2 separate regions of the Mus musculus genome follow, and region 2 is linked to region 1. The links are chromatin contacts, called in public HiChIP or PLAC-seq maps. All regions are on one chromosome and are shown on one strand. Each heading gives the region's core, a stretch centred on a gene start, on an enhancer-like site or on the middle of the called end of the contact. The rest is flanking DNA. Distances are from core to core; before and after follow the strand shown. Region 1 overlaps Gpr176 (G protein-coupled receptor 176). Region 2 overlaps Gpr176 (G protein-coupled receptor 176).

Evidence for each region. HiChIP or PLAC-seq counts read pairs in DNA pulled down with a chosen protein or histone mark.
Region 2: a CTCF HiChIP or PLAC-seq map of the NIH/3T3 cell line shows a contact between it and region 1, with 21 read pairs. The contact joins two enhancer-like sites. A contact is called at or near these places in 1 of 15 datasets of contacts at CTCF or cohesin (the NIH/3T3 cell line), 8 of 484 Hi-C or Micro-C datasets (the AML12 cell line, DN2 thymocytes, adipose-derived mesenchymal stem cells and 5 more), 2 of 115 datasets of contacts at active chromatin or transcription factors (embryonic fibroblasts and embryonic stem cells) and 1 of 9 other capture datasets (embryonic stem cells).

The regions. Positions count from the first base shown.
Region 1 is chr2:118,285,764-118,292,786 of GRCm38.p6, reverse strand. All of the region lies in intron 1 of Gpr176 (G protein-coupled receptor 176), which reads left to right. Among named protein-coding and RNA genes, the nearest start is that of 1700054M17Rik, 16 kb to the left of the region's middle. Within about 2 kb of position 4,951, at least 46 of the 459 cell types and tissues checked have an H3K27ac peak or open chromatin away from gene starts, as enhancers often do. A contact at or near this core is called in the NIH/3T3 cell line, adipose-derived mesenchymal stem cells, bone marrow-derived macrophages and 1 more, where this site is marked.
Region 2 is chr2:118,352,379-118,359,890 of GRCm38.p6, reverse strand. The region is part of intron 1 of Gpr176 (G protein-coupled receptor 176); the gene reads left to right. Among named protein-coding and RNA genes, the nearest start is that of Gpr176, 17 kb to the left of the region's middle. Within about 2 kb of position 5,705, at least 36 of the 459 cell types and tissues checked have an H3K27ac peak or open chromatin away from gene starts, as enhancers often do. A contact at or near this core is called in the NIH/3T3 cell line, adipose-derived mesenchymal stem cells, bone marrow-derived macrophages and 1 more, where this site is marked.

The DNA.
Region 1 (7,023 bases), core at 3,702-6,201:
AATAAGAAGCGTTTTTGCTTAAGGTTTTTTTTTAGTGTGTGTGTGTGTGTGTGTGTGTGTGTGCATGTGTGTTTACGTGCACACATAGTGGATATGTGGAACTCAAAGGACATCTTTCAGGAGTCACTTCTCTCCTTCTACTATGGGAATTCCACGATCCAACTGAGATAATCAGGCTTGGGCAGCAAGTTTTTTTATCCACCGAACCATCTCAAGCCCAAATTTAATTGGGTTTGGTTACTTATTTCTTTTCTGAATAGCTTAGTCTGTGGTATAGTCACCATCAAACTGCTACTCACCCCTTACAGCCTTACTTTGTCATGAAGAAAGAAGAATTTCAGGACCACTCAGAGAGTGAGTTTATTGATTAAACAGAAAGATAAGATGCTCTTGCCCAGAGAGAAGTGTGAGCATTAGGAGAGGGATGCACTCAAGTGGCTCCAGAGTAGCTGCTTGTGTGATTTGGGGGCTTTGAAATGGCCTTGGGAGACAGATGGTAGGGAGAGAATGTGTGGCTATATTCAGCCACAGAAATCTGTCCTGACACAGAGACCTTACTTTAGGTACCCTGTGCAAGCTTTCAGTGAAGATGGCAGTGCCATTAAAGACAAATGCATTGAACAAATAAATTCTTCCTCTTGTAGAGGTTGAACTTAAGACAGAGTTCATGAGCTTTTTAACTACCTCGTTTATGGTGAGTCTCAGGACAGGCAGTACAGCTCATCTGTAGCCTTCTTAACGACCTTATTTACGGTGATGGTGGTGGAGGTGGTAGTGGTGATGGTGGTGGTGGTAGTGGCAGTGGCGACAGCAGCATCAGTGTGGGGTGGGTGTTCCTTTCTCATGTGCCCTTCGTTTGCTAACCAGCTCTCTTGCCTCAGTGGTCTGCTACAGCAGTAGGAAGGACCAAGACAGGTTCTAGGATCATTTTGTTGCACTCTGGGTAATAAGCATAGGGCAGCCAGGTATATCTTAAAGAAAAGATATCATGCAGAACTGGCAAGTTTGGAGTCATTTATTTATTTTTCACTGGTGGCAATAGGGATTATTGAATGCTTTTAGTAAAACCAGTCACGTCACCTTTGCCCCTCTACACTTTTAAATGGACTGCACTCAGGCTCATCCTTTTTGTCCTCTGGCAGAATGTGTTTGCTTATTTATGTATTTTTAATAAGTGAATAACCAACTTGAAGAAGAAACTCCAGTATCATAAAGAACCCACATAGAGTTATACTGAAAGAAAATGGAAACGTGTCCTTAGGGATGTTCTTGACTTCCTAGTGATAGGATTAAAAAGAATGAATAGTGGGTCTTTTTATCATTAAAATTCTTGGTTGCTTAGCTTGTGAGAAATTAGAGAACTTCTTGCTACCTATGGGAAGATTATGGGTAATGCTGTTTTTAAAGTTAAGAAAACCCCTCAAAATAGATATCCTTATAGTTGCTTTATTATTTGTAATATATTTTTGGCCAAATGACATTTTATCCTCTCCTCTACCCCTCCCTGCCCCAGGAGATGTTGAGATGGCTTAACATCTTTGTGATTAAGAGAGCTTATTGCTTTTCCAGAGGACCTGAGTTTGGTTCCCAGCATCCACATCAGGTAGCTCACAACTCTCTGACTCCCAGTTCCAGAGCAGTCAGTGCCCTCTTCTGGCCTCCATTGATATAGCATGCATTTGGTGCACAGACACAAATGCATGGAAAACATTCATAAACATAAAATAAAATAAAATAAAATAAAATAAAAATATTACATATTTATTATTACACACTTATATATTGTTATTTGTATATTTGTTTATATTATTTGTAATACATATATTTTAATTATTTATGTATTTATTTTATATATTATATACTTATGTATAATTTTATTTTACAATTTTAATATACTTATGAAATATATTGATAAAATAAATATAAATATAAGTAAAATATTTTAAAAGGCTATTTGAACAAACTGTAAAGGAGAACCAGTAGGCCCAGCAAATGGGAAAATTAGCATTTCCAGAAACAGTAGACTAACTTGAAAGAAACTACAAGTGCATAAAGATGATTGGATTATAGAAAGGAAGGAAGCCCACAAAACTAACGATGTTGGAATACAGAATAGGTTGCATGACTTTGTTGAAATACTGTCTTAGTTAGACTTTCCATTGCTGTGAAGAGACACCATGACCCAGACAACTCTTATAAAGGAAAACATTTAATTGGGGCTGGTGAGAAGCAAGACAGCATCCAGGTTGGCATGGTGCTGGAGAAGGAACTGAGAGTTCTACATCTTGATCCAGAAAGCAGCCAGGAGAGAGACTCGTCTTCTTCACTGGCAGAGCTTGAGTGCTCAGAGACATCAAAGCCCGCTTACACAGTGATATTTTCCTCCAACAAGGCCACACCTCCTAATAGAGCCACTCCCATGGGCCAAGCATATTCAAACCACCACAAATACACTTTTCAAAGTTGGATTTGACTACCTCTGATGAATTAGGACTCAATAAAATGGAGGGCTATCTGAGAATTCTCTCCCAGTTTGTAGAAGAGGGTAATTGTTGAAGACATAAATGACACATGCAGTGGATGAGATCTGATGCACATCCAATACTGGCCCAGGAGAATAAATAGGAAGGTAGCAGTGCAGGAGTAAAAGAGGCTGAAGCCAGGCCTGGAATAGGCTTCAATCACAGGTGCTTGGCTGGCTGAAGCAGGAAGATCACAAATTCAAGGTCTGTCTGAGCTCCAGAGCCAGGTTCAAGGCTTTCCTGGGCAACTTGGTGAGACCCCTCCTCAAAACAAAAATGGCCTTGGATGCAGCTCAGTCAGAAGCATGAGGACATGAGTTTTGATCTCAAGCGTCCATGTAAAAAGCTGGGCAAGGCGGTACACTCCCCCAGTCCCAGTGTTTAGGAGAAAGTGATGGGAGAGAGGTATATATATATATATATATATATATATATATATATATATATATATATACTCACATATACAGAGAAATGCTCATAGGAATTTCTCATCAATAAATATGCAGTTTGGTTTTCTATCCAGCTTTGTATAATAATGGACTGTTAGAAAGAGCTTAAACAAGTCCATTGATATACAGTAAATAAATTAATTGGGATATAATTAGACAAGCACTATTGCTTTACTTAGCTGTCAAGATGATGATATGTATCTACTTTTACTTATTGTTACAGAAACATAGTCCACATAATGACTAGATCTTGTGCAGTATGCATAGTTTGCTACCACTGGCACAGACAAAAATCCCTATTTGTGAAAAGCATCCCTAAAGTTTTCAATAGGTAATCACTGGGTGCTTTTACTTATTACCCTTTTGTAGGCTTAAAAAAATATTTGTGTGTGTGTGTGTGTGTGTGTGTGTGTGTGTGTGTGTGTGTGTATGCACGCGTACACATTCAGGCTACTAGTGTGTAGGTACCCATATAGTCAGGCCAGAAAACGAGTACCCCCAAGAGCTGGAGTCACAGGCAGTTGTGAGCGCTGCTCATGGTTTCTGGGAACCCATCTCTGGAAGAGCAGTAAGCATTCTTAGCAGCTGAGTCATCTCTTCAACCTTTGTCCTTTATATTTTTATACATTGTCTGCATTTTTTTTTTTTTTTTGGTTTTACGAGACAGGGTTTCTCTTTATAGCCCTGGCTGTCCTGGAACTCATTTTGTAGACCAGGCTGGCCTCGAACTCAGAAATTCGCCTGCCTCTGCCTCCCGAGTGCTGGGATTAAAGGCGTGCGCCACCACGCCCGGCTCATTGTCTGCATTTTAAGAATTGGTTCTACATCATCTTGGTAATCACTCAAAGGCATTTCATTGGGAAACAGGAAAAACCTGAAGTCCCAGACTAGAAGTAACTAGAGCAAGCCTGAGGGCTCCCAGGCTGCAGCAACCAGATGGCACCCTGGCAAGCAAGCCTCCGGGAAGCAAGCCATTCAGATCTCGTTCTCTATAATTCCACCAAGTGTACTCCTCCCCTGTACAGCTTTTAGTGAGCAACTCCCTCACCCCAACTTCTTCTCTTCTTTCTAAAACAAAGTCGATAGTTCCAATATACTTAAGGCCACACCATGAAATGGGGGTGCTAGGAATATATCTATTAAAGCTAATTAAAATATTCTCATTTTCTGGTTGCCCAGTGGGTCTGTTGGGAGAGATTAAAAAGTATCAAAGAAGGTCAGTTATAAAAAATTAAAACTGGGTCTGGTGATGGTATTCCCAAAGGAAGAGCTGCCCCGTGGCTGGAGCTCTGCCCACACTGAAGTGGGGTCAAGCTCCACCCTGATTCTTGATGGAGAAGGCTTTCCTCCAGGCTCCATGGATGCTTGTTTTCAGATTCTCTGAGATTTCTGTGTGTGCCTTTATGGTGTGTGTGTGTGTGTGTGTGTGTGTGTGTGTGTGTGTGTGTGTGTGTGTTTTGAGGGGGGAGGTGTTTTTCTTTCTATTTAAGGAATCCTGAGTGTAGTATTCCTGAGCTGCTGGGTTTGGTGAAGCTAGGTGTGGTTACTCCATCCAAATTTCCTGCTGTGCACATGAAACTGAAGATTCCTATGCTCTCTAAAGTTCTGATGTAGTAGGGTTAGATGTAGGGACTCTGTACTTTAGAAGTTTCGTGGTGATCCCAATGGTCATGTAGGTTTATGAACTATGGGCTTGGGGCTGGAGACTTGATGACATATGGTTACTCAGTAAGAAAACATCACAAGTGTTTACACACACACACACACACACATGCACACGCACGTTCCCACTTATTCAGGATAAGAGTTGCTTATACTGATGCCACTGTCACCATGGTGATAAGCTGAACGTAATGACGTATGGGCACTCCTCTGATTTGGAAGCCTTGCCAGGCATTTCTTACACACTTGACTCAGCAGTTAAGCACTAGATGCTTTTGCCAGCATCCCTCAGAGGTAGTCATTGTCAGGGCTTCCTCATCCAGGAAGCTGGTGTTGGACTCAGTGAGTCAGAGTCCTATAATGGGCACCCCCTGAGCCTGCCATGGGACCTACAGTGGGAATGTGCTGGCTTCCTGCTGTGGACTCAGTGGAAATGCTTCCCAGGGTGGAAAGAGCAGTCCAGCCCAGGAGCATGGGTGAAGGCTGGTGAGTCTGTTGCTAGTGGTCGTTTGGGACTTGACTACAGATCTGACTCAAACAACTTTGGAATGGATGGATCCAAGTGCTGAGGTGCCTAGCAGCCTCATGGTGCTACAAGAGGAGACTTAAACATGGGTGACAGGGTTAAAATTATGGATTGAAAATCCAAAATATATGTTGTTTCAAATATACAGACTGTGGGACCAGTGCAAAGTGACTCAGCTGGTAAAGGTGCGACCTTTACCTTGGAGTGCTACTTTAAGCTTGGAGACCATAGTCTGATGGCCAGAAGTTTCATAATGGTGGCTGACCACCACATATGCACCATGGCAACCCAACCCAACACAGGTGTGCATGCAAATGCACACACACACACACACACACACACACACACACACACACACACACACATTCAAAAAACAACATGAAAATCCTCAGGATTTTGATTCTCACAAAGGGAATAATTTATTTGTGAGAAGTTCTTTAAGGGATAAAGACTCTTCTAGCAGTGAAAATCAAATATACCGCAATGTGTACATCTCTTCATAGACAATATCTTCCAGTGGACTATTACATTAATAGATCCTGAGCATATTTTTAAGTCTTGCCTGTAACACTATGTAAAGAAAGATGCTTTGGTTAGACTCAAATCTGTGTACCAGTGACGAAAGGCTTCCAAATCAGGAGGATTCTCATAAATCATTATTGTTCAGCTTATCACCATGGTGACTGGTGGCATCAGTATAAACAACTCTTATCCTGAATAAGTGGGAGTCCGTGTGTGTGTGTGTGTGTGTGTGTGTGTGTGTGTGTGTGATCACTGTTGATGTTTTCTTGAGTCACTATCACCAAACTAATGCAGAGTGCTTTAGAGAATTCCTGGAAACAGCTGGCCCACATGTCTAGATGTATCAGTTGGTTTTTCTACATTGTCTAGAAGATCACAGAACATTGAGTTTGAGAAGACCTTGGCAGTAAGTTCTGTACATATTCAAGGACAAAGGCAGCTCCTTGGAGTGACTCTGCCTGGAGCTCTGGATAGCCTGTGCCCTGGATAGCAGGCTTAGTACCATGTCCTTCCCATAGCGTGTGGCTCTGCTGTCAGATTGGCTTACTAGCAGCATCCTTTGGGCAGATGCACAAGAGCAAGCAGTGTCCTAAGCGGGATGCCCTAGTTACAGAATGGACCAAGGAAGGATAGGCTGTGTGATACTGAAGGGTACCACAGGCTGATGGGCCCTGGCCAGCTTCACGGCCTTCAGGTTCCATGTGTAGGAGTCTGAGGGTTGAGTTTAGAGCCCACTGTGCTGGGGCATCTCTGCAGCTGCAGCTCTTCATCCCAAACAGGCCTCCTTGCAGTATGTCATTCTGACTTAGAGTTTTCTTTGGAAACTCTGATGACGACATACATACTCCCAAAATGGATAGCTGCACTGCAGGGACTTTTGATTGCTGTCTGCCCATGTATTTTGATAAATTCATTTATTTAACAATTATTTATAAGATGGCTACTCTTCCTAATAATGAGCTATGTAAGGACTTGTAACTGAACAAGGGTTACATATGTTTTCCCCAATGAGAGAGAAACAAATGGCTAATAATAGTTAGGAATGTACTGTAAAGGCACAGTAAAGTATTGTAATGTAAGTGGAGGAAGAAATGCATGTGTTTGAAACAGAGAGATCGTCAGAGAAGGCCTTTTGGAGGAGACAGTATTTAAACTAAAACCTGGATTAAAAGGAACCAAACTTATGAAGAACATTCCAGGCAATCTAGAAATGCTACACAAAGACATGTGTGGTTAGTGTTAATCTTGGTGTAGCTCAAGAGCAGCTAGAGAGCTGATGTTCTGCAAACCAGAGGAGGAAAGGTGTGGGGTCAGACAGGCAAACACCAGGCCCTGGAGGATG
Region 2 (7,512 bases), core at 4,456-6,955, 66 kb before region 1:
GTAATTGGAGAGTGCCTTGTATTAAAAATGACTTCATATTTTCTGAGCCAGGATATTTGAGGACATCTCTGTCTTGTGTGCTCTAAATGTAGGTGTTATTGACTCCCTGGTTTTCCCCGGCATCCTTGTGTGTACTCATTTGCACCTTTAATTACAGCTACATTTTGTTGGGACCTACTGTGCAGTTTCTTAGGACAAGAGACACTTTTTGCAGCTGCTAAGTGGAAAGGAAAGAATAACTTTCCAAAGTCTATGTGAGTGTGAATTTAATTTCCAGGAACACAGAGTTCAATAGAGACTCACACAGAGACAAAATAATCAAATTTCAGTTCCTAACCCCTCTCACCGATTGACGAGAATAGCATCTTTTATGTGTGTCCTGTTGTTTCTGTGGCTTGCTCCCAAGACTGTAGATCATTAGAGGCAATGAATCTACCAATGATCAGCCTGAAAATGAAGCCTTTGGCCTGTGTGAAAGGGAGGGCAAGGGACTGGAGGGCTAACTGTCTGTTTCTCTGTGGGATGTTACCCTTGTTAAGATTGGATAGGACTTAGCTCTGAAGAGCATCCAGTCATTTTTTCTTGTTAGTAACAAATCAATGGGATTTAGCAGGCAAGGATCACAGGAGGAGGGATGAAGTCTGGCCTGGCCCTGTTGCTGAGTCAGATGGATACCAGGTAAAGTTGTTTCTTTGTGATTTTCATCAAAGCCTAAGATTCCTGGACTTAGGAAGCCCTCCCTGGGTTGTATCCCTATCCCTATATAAAGTGAGTGTGGTACTCCTATAACATCAGAAATTAGGAGGTGGAGGCTGGGGATTCAGAGGGCCAAAGTCATCCCATGTTACACTGAGAGTTGAAGTCTAGGCTGGGATACATGAGACTGTGTCTCAAAAAAAGAAGATAAAAAACACCTGTTAAGCCGGGCGTGGTGGCGCACGCCTTTAATCCCAGCACTCGAGAGGCAGAGGCAGGCAGATTTCTGAGTTCGAGGCCAGCCTGGTCTACAGAGTGAGATCCAGGACAGTCAGTGATACACAGAGAAACCGCATCTCAAAAAAACAAACAAACAAACAAACCAAAAACAAACAAACAAACAAAAAAACCAAAAGGAAAAAAAAAGAAAAGAAAAAAAGAAAAAGAAAAAAAATGCAGGTTTCTGGGCTGTCGATATGGCTCAGTGGTTGAGAGCACTGACTGCTCTTCCAGAGGCCCTGAGTTCAATTCCCAGCAACCATATTGTAGCTCACAACCATCTGTAATGGGATCCAATACCCTCTTTTGGTGTGTGTGACAGCTACAGTGTGCTAACATACATAAAACACATAAATAAATGTTGAAAGACAGAAAGAAAGAAAGAAAGAAAGAAAGAAAGAAAGAAAGAAAGAAAGAAAGAAAGAAAGAAAGGAAGAAAGGAAGGAAGAAAGACCTATCAGTACATTCTAACCAACTAACAAACAAAAAACAAAACAAAAAAGGTTCTTGAGTTCTCCTAACAGAAATTCTATTTTAGTGGGTTGTTTTGGTCTCCCAGAATCTGTTGTTTTGCTGGAGACACTGGGTGATTTTTAAGCAGGTGCTTCACATTGACTGAGGGATGCCTGAACATTTCCTCAGAGTCTATTGAAGTGGCAAGCGGGTACCAGCATCAACCCCCACCCCCAGCATATAGCCCTGGGAGTTAAATGACAAGGGCGAACGTCCAGAGACCGGAGGAGAGAAAGTTGATTATGTAATGGACAGAGGTCATTAGGAGACCTCCATCCTCTTTGGGGAGTAGACTTGTCTGTAGTCAACTTTTTCTTGTAAAGGTAAAATTGGGAAGGGGAGGTATAGGAAGTTAGTCTGGAGTAACTGGCACCAGTTTTACTATGGCTTTATTTTTATTATTTCTGTGTACATACACCAGAGGTCAACCTTAGCGTAATTCCTTTGGAGCCATTTATGCGATTTTTTAAACAGAACTCTTCATTGGTACCTGGGGCTAGGCTGGTTGGCCAAGGAACCTCAGAGACCTGCCTGTCTCTGCATTCCCAGTGCTGGGATGACATGGTGATGTACTAACTGAGTGTTCTACTTCCTCTACCCATGCTCTAATGAGCAGTGTTACCTGAAAGCTGAGGGGGATATAAGAAAAACAGAGAGACTCTAATACAGCTGGGCAGGACCCCTTCAAAACTTGATGGCTGAGATCACTGAATTTCCAAGCCATGTTCCTGCTAACCATCTCTGTGATAATTCCCACCCTGTAAGTAGTCAGTAAGTTACCTATTCCAAAGGCAGAAAGGGAATGCTGACGGTTGGTTTTTATGATGAATCATTTTATAGATATTGTGTTGGATGACATCACTATTTTTTCATTACTTTTGGGTGTCCTCGAAGCCTCATATCTCAGCATAGATGACCAGATGGGCCACTGGGCTGTCAGAAACACGGTGGGACTTCCTACCGTGCTCTATATATTCTGAAAAAACCTGAATCTTTCTTTACTTGTTCTGGGTAGAATTTTTTAAGACTCACAAAACTTCAATTGACCCAAGCACTGTCCCAGGGAGTCTGGTCACGTGCATTCTGGATTCTTCTCCCCCTTGAACCATTTCGATCAAATTTACTTCTACCATCTTCTGGGACTGTGGTCAAAAATTGTTTTCAGCTGGGCACAGAAGAGATTGGAGAGGGCATGTGGGTGATCAGAAAGAGCAATTAAGGGCTATTTGGCTCTGGGGAGAATTGTGACAGATTTAGCCTGCAAATCTGTTGTTAGAACATAGGCGACCAGGGAGCAGGTGGGCAGTGTTAAAAGTACATTTCTCTGCGATTTGCCTTGTTTGTTAGGCCTTTTTATTGTTGGGATTAGACATCTTTAATTTGGACTCTGGGACCTCCATGTATCACCTCAGGCTGTGTGCACAAAGGCTGGTTTAAATCTCTTCTGCCCACTTTCCATCTCTACATGAGTCTTGCGACATTAGGTTGTGGGAAACTTGGCTTCATTGAATTTCATGTAATCCTGTTGACTTGTGCTGATGGTAACTCGTCGACCCATTGAGTTAACTGCTTACTGAGCCTTTATGTCACGTGCTGTTGTTTTGCTTCTCTTTCACTGGCCTTGTCTTTGTCTGATTTAGGAGGTCAGATTAGCACTTTAATCATTTCTTAACTGAAATGTAATCACAACTTTTTGCTTTTGGATAAGGTTTCTCTGTATAGCCCTGGCTGTCCTGGAACTCATTCTGTAGACCAGGCTGGCCTTGAACTCACAGAGATCCACCTGCCTCTGCCTGCCTAATTCTGTGATTAAAGACCTGTGCCACCATGCCCAGCTAGTCACGGTATTTTAATTCCTTTAACAACCTATTAGTTTGGGGGTGGATACGGGAGGATCTGATTATGCTATGCGACAGTATTGCTCTCAGTGAACTTTGCTATGTGTCTTTTATATCTTCATTTAAGTGATTAGTTTAAACAGGGTTAGTGGTGAGGGAGCAAGATTGCCTCTCCAGGTTGATTTTAATTAATCAGTCATAATCTTTTGGGAATAATTGTGAAACTAATTATGAACACACAGAGTATTACTGTCATCCAGCTCACATTGGTTTATCTTGTTTACAAAAGTATTCTGATACATTTTGTCAGAGACGGCACTGAATGCCACATGGTGTGCGTTTGCAGTGTGTGCCTTCCTGCCAAACACTGATACCACTCTCAGGCTGACCCGTATGAAGTTTGCTCTTCCTTCTTCCTCCTTTCACTGTCTTTAGCCTTTGGCTGGTCTGTTTGTGCTTCCCACGATTCCTTGGAGCTCTGCAGAGTTGGTGTGCGATCGTTCTCACATTTCAGTGTGTAAAGGATCTCTTAAGTGAAGATTCTGATGCAGGAAGTCTGGGATGCTGCACTTCCAGCAAATGTTTGGGCAGTGTTGACACCGATGGTGCTCAGACTATGAACTCTGAGCATCTAGAGGCTAGAAGACTTGGCGTTCCAGATAAAAGTCTAAATTTGAGTTGGAGGTCAGAGGTGTGTCTGATACCAGGTGTGTCTCCTTCAATCAGTCTGCACTTTATTTATAAGTGGGGTCGCTTTGTTGAACCCAGAGCTCACCCATTTGGCCAGTCTATCTATCCAGCTAGGCCTGGGAGTCCCTTGTCTCTCCCTCCACCCACCATGCCTGCCTGGCCTTATGTGGTTGCTGAGGATCTGAGAACTGACTGGTCCTTCCATTTGTGCAATAAATGCTTTACCTGGCGATCAGTCTCCCCAGGCCCAGTGCTCTTCAGTATACATCACTGAGCAGATCTTTGTCTCTTGACTCGTCTTCAGGGCTGCTTGCCCCACTGCTTGCTCACCCCTGCCCTGCCTCTATGGTGCCTTTCTCCTTTCTTCCATTCATGCCCTGGGAAGAACAGCCTTATTCTTTGTCCTTGTTTCATCCCTTTCTGATCTCTCTTCAATCCACCAGTCCGATCATGTCACTCTTCTCTTTAAAAGCTTTCCCTGGCTCCTCACCCTCTGTAGCTCTGTATAATGACATCTCTAATGGGGCTCCCACTTCCCTCTAGCCTGCTCCTTACACTGCAGGAGCACCACACTCTATTTCATTCTTACTGCGCAGCAGTGTGGTCGCCCTCCTTGCTGCTGTGACTTAGCATCTCTTGTCCCACCGTCCATAATTGCCTCTTTTTTTTTTTTAACATTAATCACTTGACTAACCCCTCTCATTTTCTGTATATTCCTCTCAGTCTTTCATTCCTACAGCTAAGAGTTTGCCTCAAGTCTCAAAAGAGACTTTGAAGAGTAGGCTTTTGAAGAGTTTTAGGTCTGGGAAGACTGTGGGAGACTGGTGAAGGTGGAGTAAACGCTTTTTGCATTGTGAGGTGCCCACGAGCCCTTCAGGGTAGGGGTAGAAGATTACAGTTTGGATCTAAAGTGTTCCCCGCAGGCTCTCATCTGAAACGCTTGGCCCCTGGCTTGTAATACTAGCAGTGAGAGTCTCTGTCTCTGCTTGGATTTATTTCTTGAATAATTCAAGAACAACTGAAAGGGGTTCTTGTGCATTCCCTTCCTAGGCTGCAGCTATAACAGTGGGTTATGATGGAAGATGCGCTATCCCAGCTTCTCACTGAAAGGTTTAAGGGCACTGAGTCACTCTGTAAAATGACCATCAATCTTATTTTAAACAATCTTTATTTTACCCATCTCTCTGTGAATGACGAGAGAGAACAATTTAAAATTAGTTTATCAGTGTGTGAATTACTCTCGCTTATCTACACAATATTTGTTATCTTCATGGGAATGGATTAGTAAAATTTCGTCAGAGGTGAATACACTCATGGTGTCTGTAGAAATAACAATGAATGGTAAGCTTGGCACGCCAGTGTCATCTTGCACTAGCCTCCCTTCATAGCTTTGTTGGTCTTCAGAGTGGCTGGTCACAGACATCGCTGAATTAATTTGGTTTTCTGAACAGAAATGGAGACTAGAGGAAGCAAGCTGACAGCTGCCTGCAAGGGTGCAGATGTTGAACCATTCATGATGCAGCACAGAGAGGCGCAGGAAGCTGAAATAAATTAAGACCCAGAGAAACTGGGCTGTGGCCAAAGGAACATTTTTGATAAAACTTGAAAATGTTTTCCATAGCTGTGGTCATGATCCCTGAGGCAACCAATGCCATTTGCTGTTAGACAGGTTGCCATGGCCCTTGCTGACCACAGGAGGGTTAGTGAGAGGAGACCGAAGGGCTATCAGACTTGACAGTTTGTGCCTTTTGTGGAAGCACTAGGGATAGGTCTTAATCCTCTGAACACAACAGGCACTTAATGAGTGTATATAGAATGAAATATTTACAATTAAGGGGAGGGAGCACCAAGTTTTATAATGAGGTTTTGGGTCTGCTGTGCCTCATGGTGACCTAGATTTCTGTGCTGCTTAGAAAGCCATGTGAGGGGAACTGGCAGTTTCATTAGGACGTCACGAGTATTGATCTAATATCCTTTCCTCCTGGGACACGGGGCTGCTGCTGAATTATGTTCTAGCCAAAATGCCTGAAGAGGGAACTCAGGCCCCTTTGCCTGTGACTGATGTGCTGGACAGTCGGTTTCTGGGTCTCTGCCACCCTTCAGCCTAAGGCATTAGTTTAAACTGAGCTCAGCCTCCAGCAGGTTGTACCAGAATCCCGAAGAACCACAGCCTGAGCTGGAGGTCATAGTTTGAATTGTGGAAGTTCCTAGTCATAACAGTTTGTTTTGTGAAAAAGCACTCGGCCATGACAAAGCAATTCTTCTGAGGATAATGTTCCTGGGGACAAAAATAGACTTTTACACAAGACCATTGTGAGTTCTGTGGCTAAAGGGTTCAGAAGTCAGGAAGCTTTTGGGGTTAAATCCTGGCTCTGCCACTCGCTGGCGTTTTATCCTTGGCTCAGCATCTACTTTTTAAAAATAATGCTTTTTTTAAAAAATTGTAATAGATAAATCCGGGGCTGGGGAGATGGCTCAGTGGGTAAGCCATGCAAGCATGAGAACCTGAGTTTGAACCTTCACTACCCATGTGAAAGCTGTGCATGGCCTGTGTGCATGGCCCTGTGTGCATATGACCCTGTGTGCATGGCCTTGTATAACTTCAGCGTTTGAGGGCAGAGGTGGCTGACTCCCAGAAGTTTGTGGTGGCTAGGCAGCTAGCCTAGCAGAAACAGCGAGCTTTAGGATCAGTGAGAGACCCTGTTCCCCAAAGTAAAGTATGGTAGCCAGACAAAGTGATGGATGCCTTTAATCCTAGAACTCGGAGGCAGAGAGGCCTCCTGTTCAGGACCAGCCTAGCCTACATAGTGAGTTTAGGCTAGCCAGGAATACCTGGTAAGACCCTGTCTCAGTAGATAAACAAACACTAAATAGGTATTAATAGACAACTGACCACCCTCCTTTTGTCCCTGAATGCGCCACATGCAGATCACATACATATACATTTAATAAATGAACAAGTAAATAGATAAATAAGGTGAAATTTCTCATCTTATTTTTTTCCATTTCCAACATTCTACTGTGTTCCTAGGATTATAGCACCAAACTGTCCCAAGCCAAATGGTCTAAAACATCTGAAGTTTGTTCTCTCAGTTTTGGGAGGCTAAAACTCTGAAATTGGGGTGTGTGGAGGGCTGACTCCTTCTGAGAGCTCTGAGGAAGAGTACCCTGCCTTGTGCCTTTCTCATGGTGTATGGTAGCTTCCATCATCCTTGGCTTTCCTGGACTTTAGCTGTGTCCCTACATTCTCTGCTTCTGTGGTCACATGGCCTTCTTCCCAAGGTGTCTCCTACCAATGTATGTTCCTTGTTATAAGGACACATGTGCATCACACACACACACACACACACACACACACACACACACACACACACACACACTAAACTATATTATTTAGTAAATAAACCAGGAAATACTAGAACAGGGCTTTCTTATTTTACTGTAACCTTGCCTTAATTTAATGACATCTGTAAAGACTTTCCTTTTAAGTATGATT